Regions from separate parts of the Triticum aestivum genome. Here region 1 is linked to region 2. A link is a contact called in public Hi-C data. All regions are on one chromosome and are shown on one strand. Each heading gives the region's core, a stretch centred on a gene start, on an enhancer-like site or on the middle of the called end of the contact. The rest is flanking DNA. Distances are from core to core; before and after follow the strand shown.

Evidence for each region. A called contact is a pair of places that touch in the nucleus more often than the background predicts.
Region 1: a contact with region 2 is called in a Hi-C map of leaf, with 4 times the contacts expected there. The contact joins the promoter of LOC123097512 here to the promoter of LOC123099921 in region 2. A contact is called at or near these places in 3 of 5 Hi-C or Micro-C datasets (leaf and an unstated tissue).

Annotation. Positions count from the first base shown.
Region 1 is chr4D:294,325,527-294,329,620 of IWGSC CS RefSeq v2.1, forward strand. LOC123097512 (dormancy-associated protein homolog 3) reads left to right here and starts at 2,545. Exons shown (of 3, transcript XM_044519280.1): 1 at 2,545-2,803; 2 at 2,914-3,108. The coding sequence starts at 2,692.
Region 2 is chr4D:294,184,869-294,189,408 of IWGSC CS RefSeq v2.1, forward strand. LOC123099921 reads right to left here and starts at 2,532. Exons shown (of 1, transcript XM_044521939.1): 1 at 1,582-2,532. The coding sequence starts at 2,364. The coding sequence ends at 1,981. It overlaps LOC123097511 (peter Pan-like protein), which reads right to left. Exons shown (of 6, transcript XM_044519279.1): 5 at 4,436-4,540; 6 at 3,959-4,346. The coding sequence ends at 4,237.

The DNA.
Region 1 (4,094 bases), core at 1,295-3,794, 140 kb after region 2:
CTCATGCTTCATCTGAAGGGCAACAAGGTTGATGTAGAGGCCCTCCGTGATCGAATCCCCCTCCGGCAGAGTGCCGAAAAAGGCCCCAAGATGGGATCTCACTGGAACAGAAGCTTGCGGCGGTGGAAAAGTATTTTGGTGGACGCTTTTGATGTTTGGGGAATATTTGAGAATATATAGAGGTGGTTTTAGGGTTCGAGGACTCCCGAGGGGCCCACAAGCCCCCTCAGGGGGCGCCCTAGAGGCTTGTGGCCTCCTCGGGACTCTTCTGGCCCTATCTCCAAGTCACGTAGGTGTCTTCCGGTCCAAGAAAAATGATCGTAAAGTTTTATTCCGTTTGGACTCCGTTTGATATTTCTTTTCTGTAAAAGTCAAAAACAAGGAAAAAATAGAAACTGACACTGGGCTCTAGGTTAATAGGTTAGTCCCCAAAATAATATAAAATAGCATATTAATGCATATAAAACATCCAAAACAGATAATATAATAGCATGGAACAATTAAAAATTATAGATACGTTAGAGACGTATCACTTAGGTAGGACTACGGCGTGTCGATCAGCCGAGGCCGGGCATTACCAGGAAAAGTATGTCCGACCGGAGTTAATCGAGTTTGTTGGGTAAGTTGGTGCACCCCTGCAGGGAAGTAATCTATTCGAATAGCCGTGTCCACGGTAACGAATGCTCGGAGTTGTATCCCAACTAGAACTGGATACTTATTACACTAAACTGATATGATGGCTCCAGGATCTCTTCCTCGTGGGGGAGACGAGGAAGGATCTTTGGGTATTGCTATTATATACTTGATACTATATAATATGTTACTCTACTCTCTTCTATTGCTGCAAGACGCTGCAAGAGGCTAGTCTTCGTTAGGCTAGGTCTTCCCTTCTATTCTGGCATTTCTGCAGCATAGTCCTCAGACAAACCCTTCCCTTGATACTGTTGCATACTTAGCATAGATCTGATGTAAGTCTTGCGAGTACTTTGGATGAGTACTCATGGTTGCTTTGCTACCTTTTCCCCTCTACCCAGTTGTTGCGATCAGATGACGGAGCCCTAGAGCCAGTTGATCCCGCCGATGGCTACTACTACCCCGATGGAGCCTACTGCTACAAGGAGACCGGCGACCAGGAGTAGTTAGGAGGCCCCAGGCATGAGGCTTGCGCCTTTTCCATCTAGATATCGTGTTTGCTAGCCTTCTTAAGGCAAACTTGTCTATTTATGTATGTACTTAGATATTGTTGCTTTCGCTAACTTATGTATTTGGGTCCTTGTGGCCCTGACTTGTAATTTAAAGCTTTATGTTTGAATTTGGTCTAGAGTTGTGTTGTGATACCTTCCCGTAAGTCTCTGGGTTGATCGTGCATGTTTGTGTGTATGATCAGTGCATAGTCGAGTCGAGGGCGTCAGCGCGGCCTGGCACTGTACCAACTGCCCCGTGGCATGACGGGCGACGTGCCATAGCGACATCCTACCGGCGGGTCTCGCAGCCGGCGGGCTCCGTGAGAAGACAAAGACAATGATAGCAAGGCCCGCCCCAACTTAGATTTACCATTGTACCTGGGAGGCTGGCCTATAAGACCTCCGAGGAGCCCCCAACCAGGGGGTCGGCTCATTCATCACCCACCCCCTCCACACACACATGCAGGGAGAAGTGGAGAGCTAGCTCCGTCTTCCTCCTCCACCCAAACAGCTTCAGGAGCACCATTGTAGCCCACTTGTGATCATCATAGTAGATCCGGCAGGACTAGGGGTGTCACCTCCCTCGGAGAGCCCGAAACCTGGGTATCGTGTGTCTCGCACCGTTTGTCTCCAATCTCGCCTTCGGAACCCACCGGCGTCCTTCAGCCCCAACCACGTTTGATAAGCCTACCCATAGCATCTGCCGTGTGCACCCCACGACATTGCTATTAACCTGACAAAACAAATGTTTAGAGGACCAATAATCATTGAATCTGACTGCTCTGCTGCAGTCACAACTATCAATTCTTCGGCCATCAACAAACGGGTGGGCCGTCTATGAAGATGCTAAGCGAGCGATCACATAATTCAGGTATTGCCTTGTTGTGAAGATAAGTAGAGAGAGTAACCGGGTAGCCCATGAGCTAGCTGCACATTCCAGGGTTCATGGTGATTTTTTCTTCATGCAAGTGTGCCGTCTCATATCATACTCATGTGTGTGCATGATTGTAACCTTGATATTTCTGTTTAATATAAGCTCTCTTCTACGCCTCAAAAATAAATAAATAAATCATAGGTCGCCTCGTCCATTACCCACACAGTACAGTGTATCCGTCCCTAATATGGTTGTCTCTACACCCGGGGTAGTACTAGTCACGTGACGCCCGGTATGGCGGGCTCCCACCTGGCGCGTCGTGAGAGGCCAGCACGAGGGCCATCCCACGAGCACAACCCATCGATCTTATCCGCAGCGGGGCCCACCTGCGCCCCCGCCAACGCCTTGCAACCCCGCAAGGAGACATTTCAGTCTGGGCCCACCTGCATTCCCACAGCGCTCCGTAGACCAGGTTCACGGGGCACAGTCTCCGGAGGGAAAGGCCAAGCCGCTCTATAAATAAGCTCCTGCTCGTCTCACTTGCACTCTTCCCCTTCTCTCAGATCCGGAAACTTGGGGAGACTGGTAGTTGGCTGTTGGGATCGGTCCATCCATCTCAGTGGCAGTCTGGTAATGGGCCTCCTCGACAAGCTGTGGGACGACACCGTCGCGGGGCCCCAACCGGACACCGGTCTCGGCCGCCTCCGCAAACTCGCCGCCCGCCCCGCCGCCGTCAAGATCAACGGTGACCGCCGCCCGCTAAAAATCGACATATTGTTAACCCTCGCCAGATCTTTGTACCATCAATCTGACCAGCTGTTGTGTTGTTGTTTTTTGTCGCGTTGGGTCGTTCAGATGTGGCTCCTGGCGCCGCGACGGTGATCCCACCTACCACGACGGCCGGCGGCGAGGATGCGCCGATGAAAGTCACGCGCAGCATCATGATTAAGCGGCCGGCGGGGTACCCCTCGTCGCCGAGGAGCGCGGCCAGCACGCCGCCAGCCTCGCCGCTAGGAACCACGCCGCCCATCTCCCCGTTCGCCGGCGGCGGTGAGTTCCCGTGCCCCTCATCCAACTTCTCACATTATTATTATTTTTACGGTAGGGGCAGTTCGGCCATTTCGTAGCCGCGTCCATGTGTGCGACGGGGAATGCCCGGGATGGGTAGCTTTCGTCTATGTGGCTTTTGTCCTGGAGTTCGGAAGGGTCTAGACGGGGCTAGGGACATTTTGGACATTTCTGCCCGGGCAAGTGCTTTAGCTCTCAGGTCTCTTTCGTGGGATCATGACTGGATATCATCGTGTTCGATAAGTTACCATTTATGTGGTGCCTTTGTAATGCAGCAGCAACCGGATAAGTGTAACTATCAGGCTATAAGGTTTGCCTTCCAAGAGAAAATAGCGACGCCCTTCTGTTTTCTGTTCGTACAAGAACAAAAAATGGATACGTTTGATCTGTACCAGTATGGAGCTGCTTTATCTAGCACTCCTCCTTGTGTGCGTGAAGTTGTCAATGGGGTGTTGGCCTAATTGAAGCCAGCTCTCCCGACCCCACTTGACGTTGGATGGCGAAGCCAGCAATGGACCGTTCGTCAAACCAAGAGCATAGATCCAGTAATACTATTTCTAATTGGCCACCAAGTCTCCAGAGTGTACACAAGAGTTCATACTCCCTCCGTTCCAAAATATATATAGTACTAACTTTTAGAATAGATGACTCAACTTTGTACTAACTTTAGTGAAGTTAGTACAAAGTTGAGTCATCTATTTTAGAACAGAGGGAGTACTTTTGAAGGAACATACTCCCTCCGGAACTTGTACGTTTGTCCTAAGACAAATTTCTTTAAGTTTGACCAATTTTGTTGAAAAATATACCAAAATCTACAATACCAAATTAGCTTCATTAGATTAGTATAATGACATATATTTTCATACTATATATATTGGAGAGTGTAAATATAAAGACACTTTTCTGTAAAGTTGTTTAAACTTAGAGAAGTTTGACTTAGGATGAACCTATAACTTAAAGTATTTTGG
Region 2 (4,540 bases), core at 1,282-3,781:
ATTTAAAAAATACATCTTTTTTGTATGCCTACATTTTTTCATACACGTTCTACATTTTTTGTATACATCAGGAATAAATACATGTTTAACATTTTTAAAATATAGGAGTGCCATTTTTTAGATACATGATTAGCTTTTTAAAACATATATACTTTTTGTGCCTAGGTTTCTCCATACACATTGTACATTTCTGGGAAGATTTTATATTTTAAGAACTACCTGCCTCAGCTGCCTGGGTCGGCCCATTTCGGCGATGCGTGACGCGAGCGAGCGTGACAGCTCGCGTGAGGCTATACATAGTCGCGCCCATGGTTGGAACGGACACAGTGGCTTTTGCTTATGCAGTGATGATCACGCGAACGACGCGCTGAAATCGCGACGAAACCTAGCTTCATTGACGTGTACCAAAATAGTGCTGATGACTTCCCATCGGGCATCGGGGGTCCAGATCGACACACAAGCCACGTGCCATAAACAGCGCTGCGGATCTGGTGTTCCAAAACGCCACGGAATAAAAACCTGCACTGGAGAGGATCGTCTCGACCGCGAAGACGCCTCGTGATGCTTCTTGACGCGTTTCGAGTAAGATGGCTCAATTGATCCTCCTTGCATGTTACGCGTTCAAGACGCATGGCAGAAGGCAGGACAAGGTTGGCTGCAACGTGGAACATTCAGACCGAAGAAACTACGGACATGTGACATGTCGGCTCCGGGGTGAACGAACCTACCAACCTGAGGAGTAGTACACGAGGATGAGGTCTCCCTATCACAAACTCGCTACACCCGCCGAACGACGAGTAACTGAGTAGTACACTCTACACCGTGTTTTTTTTCTTAGGGAAAAGTATATAGTTGAAACGTTGATCTCAAAGCATCCACAACCGGACGGCCCAAACTCATCTCATACCCCAAACGGACGGCCCGGTCACTGGCCGGTTAAAAAAATGCTATCTAGACACCTCAAATATGAGGCGGAAACGGGTGTGCCTAGGCGTCCGCCAAGTCGTCCCCGGCCCGCAATGGCCCATCCTATAGTCCTTCTCATCCACTCCCGAACCAAACCTAGCCACTTCACTTCACTCCCCTCGCCACCCAAGCTTATCCGTTTTATATTTGGGCTGGATAAGAAGGGTTCCGGTGAGTCGCCCTCTGGGTCAGGGTTTTTTCAGGTCAATGAATGGACTGTTCGTCCGGGTGATTGCAGGAAATAAAAGACACTTGTCAAGCCCCGGTGCAATACACAGAATACAGAGAAAGCGCGTTCCTTATTTTTTGAGATAAAAAGCGCGTTTCTACATGTAAAGAGGAACCAAGCGAAGCAAGCAAAGTTACGCCTACGTTCGTGCTGTGCGTAGGATGAATGTATCGTCACTTGTTAGTACACGGATTTGGCGGCTAAATATCTCCGTCAAGCTGCCTTGAAATTAGCCTTTTCTCTTTCCTTTCTTTTGGAGATTCAATTCAAAGTTATGTTTTCGGCTACTATCAGCAGAACACCATGACCCTCAAAAAGAAAAAAGCAGAACACCATGCATGAGCTTTTTGGAGTGGTAGTACACTAGACGGTACGAGGCAGTTGCGGCGTGTCACTATCGATTCAAAAGGCACCGACCAAATCAAATTTGGTTCCAACTTTTCGTTTGTGCATGATAGTTCCGAGCGATACGTAAGGCTTGGAACGTTTTGATCTCAGGCTGTCACTTTTATATTTACTCAATGTTACTGAGGCCTGGTTCTAGCGGAGTAACAAAAGAGGGTGAGGACACCACCGACGAGACGAGGCGACGAGGAGGAGAGGCGGAAGAGAACAAGCACATGGACCCATGCAGCACAGAACCTTCAGCCTTAACGCAGAGCAAACCAACACGGCGAGTAGCTAACAGTTAATTTACACCGCTCTTTTACACCCAGGCCCAGCCATGAAACGGAAACTAGCAAAACAACCCCGAGATCAGACGGAAACTACCTACTGGCAGTCGCCTACTCGTCGTCGTCTCCGCCGCCGCCGAAGAGCGCGGAGCGGTAGTAGAGGAGGGCGAGGATGAGGAGCAGCATGAGCGCCACGCCGATGGGGGAGCCCCCGACGCGGTGCACGGCGTCGGGCGAGCCGCCGAAGGCGAACACGTCGGCGAGCGCCGCGGCGCCGCGGTCGGAGGAGAGGAGGCGGATGAGGAGGAGCAGGCCCACGGGGAGGAGGAGCAGGCCCACGGGGCTGAGCAGCTCGGCGATGGCGTCGGTGACCGCCTCGCCGCCGTCGCCCAGGAAGAGCGGGCCCGCCACCACCAGCCCCACCACCACCGCCAGCAGCAGCCCGTGCGGCGCCCCGCGCGGGCCCCCGTAGTACTGCTCCTCCGCCATTGACATCGCCTTGCTCTCTCGCCCTCTTACCTGTACCTGTACCTGGGGCGATAATTGTGCGAGGCTGTGGTGACGGGTGTGGGTAGAGTCCAGTGAGTACGGGAGCCTTTAGAGAGCGAGGGCCAGGGGTGGGAGTGTGAAATGATGAACTAGCAGCGCTAGCGGAGATAGGCATGTGACGGGGAGGGGTGCTCACATGAAGGAAAGCGGTGGGGTGGACGCAAGGCCACTGAATGTGGGCTCCACGGGGGGGTGGGCTTTATTAGGGTGGAGCCGCCCACAGTGGCACGACCTGCGTGCTCAGGGCTGGTGGGGTCGGCAGGATCAGGACAGCGTTTTTTTTTTGATCATCGGATCAGGACAGCGTTCTTAGTAAAAGGGAGAGGTGATATGCGTTTGGTTTGATCACGGGATAGTCGTGGTGATTATGTTCTCGGAGTAACGCAGAAGATGCATGTAGATGTACGAGTAGTATGAAACAGCAATGACGCGTGGGCCGGGGACCATCAGGAGACCAACATCTTATTACCATGAATGACGCATCGGCCTCCCTTTCTACGCGTTTAGAAAGCAGGTACAATAGCTGTTTGTAAACATGAGCATTGAGCTCCATGCTCACTGATTTGAGTGGTTTGTGTTATTTTTTGGATTGTTCAGGAACCGGCTGGAGTACCGCAATCTCATTTGTACGCACTTAAGACGAAAGTTCCACTGCATTTTAATTATCGGCGCCTGCATCTCAGGATCTCGAGGAACCTACTCATTGCCTCCACAAGCAAGTGGGCCGGGACTACCACTTCTCGCCTGACAGACAGAGCCGACACAATAACATGGTACAACGATCGGCGACGCAGTTCAGATCTACTCCCACCGTTCCTAAATACTTGTTTTTCTAGGCATTTCAAATGAATATCACATACGGATGTATGTAGACATATTTTAGAGTGTAGATTCACTCATTTTACTTCGTATGTAGTCACTTATTGAAATGCCTAGAAAGATAAGTATTTAGGAACGGAGGGAGTAAATCGCGCGAGAAAAGTTATTATGTGTGTTTCACTGCCCCCGCTTGCGGCAAGATCTCGGATTCTCCTCTCGGCCTAAATCATGCACGTGCCGACTGGTAATCGGGGATCGGCATCGATTGGAGCAACGGGTTATTCCTTTTGCCGCAGGGTAAAGTATGCTTAAAACTGCGGCCTAGCGACTATGGGAAAGATTACACTGACAAGCTCAAGTGTGCCCACCGGCATGTGGATTTTTGGCCAACGTTGCTTGCTGCTTTCAAATGTACAGGATATACACCACGGCAAATTTTGACATCGAAGACCATGGTGAAAAGATAGCTGAACCCAGAGAGCAAGGCAGAACGAGAAAATTCGTCCCAGCGAGAAAGGATTTCAGTGTCACCGGCACAGCAATTTCTGAATTTCTGCTTCATCTGCTGCACAAGAACAAACCTGAAACCGGATCGCTGCTTGCCTCATGGTTGGGAATCACGTCAAATTCCCAGGTCCTAGGAAGCCTTTACAGCAATTCTTCCAAAAGTGAAATATCTGGGTCACGTTCCATGAAAATAATTCACAATCCAGCATCCAACTTCAAACGCAGCAGCTAGTGCTTATATGCACCCTCCTAAGGCAAAACTGAGGTAAATACAGAATATGTATCATGTTACAGGGCTAAAAAACAATCAGATTCGGCCAAAATAAGGATTATCACTGCAAGAGCTTTATCCCTCTCTTTTTCAAGAGCGACTTCTGTACTATGCTTTCTCAAGGATCAACTAAACTCATATAATGTTGTCGCAAAACACCAGTTGCTTCACATTTTTAGCAATCATAGGCTGCTGCTCAGCACCTCTCAAGTTCATCTAGGCTACTCTTCGTCACCCGAGTCGTCCTCCTCCGTCCCATCCTCCAGCTCCATCATATCCTCAGCATCTTCTATCTCTTCTTCCTCTTGTCCCTCCTTCACATCTTTTCCAACTGTATAACATTGCATTGAAGTTCAGGACAAAAAAGTGACATGTGATTTGCATTTCAAAAAAACCACCACGTCAGCAAATGAAACTTACCAGATTGTGGGTACAAGATGTCGCCCGAGCATAGCCCAGATTCAACCTTAACTAAGCGCATGGTCATTCTTGGTCCGATCTCTTGGAGTCTGACGGCACTTTTTC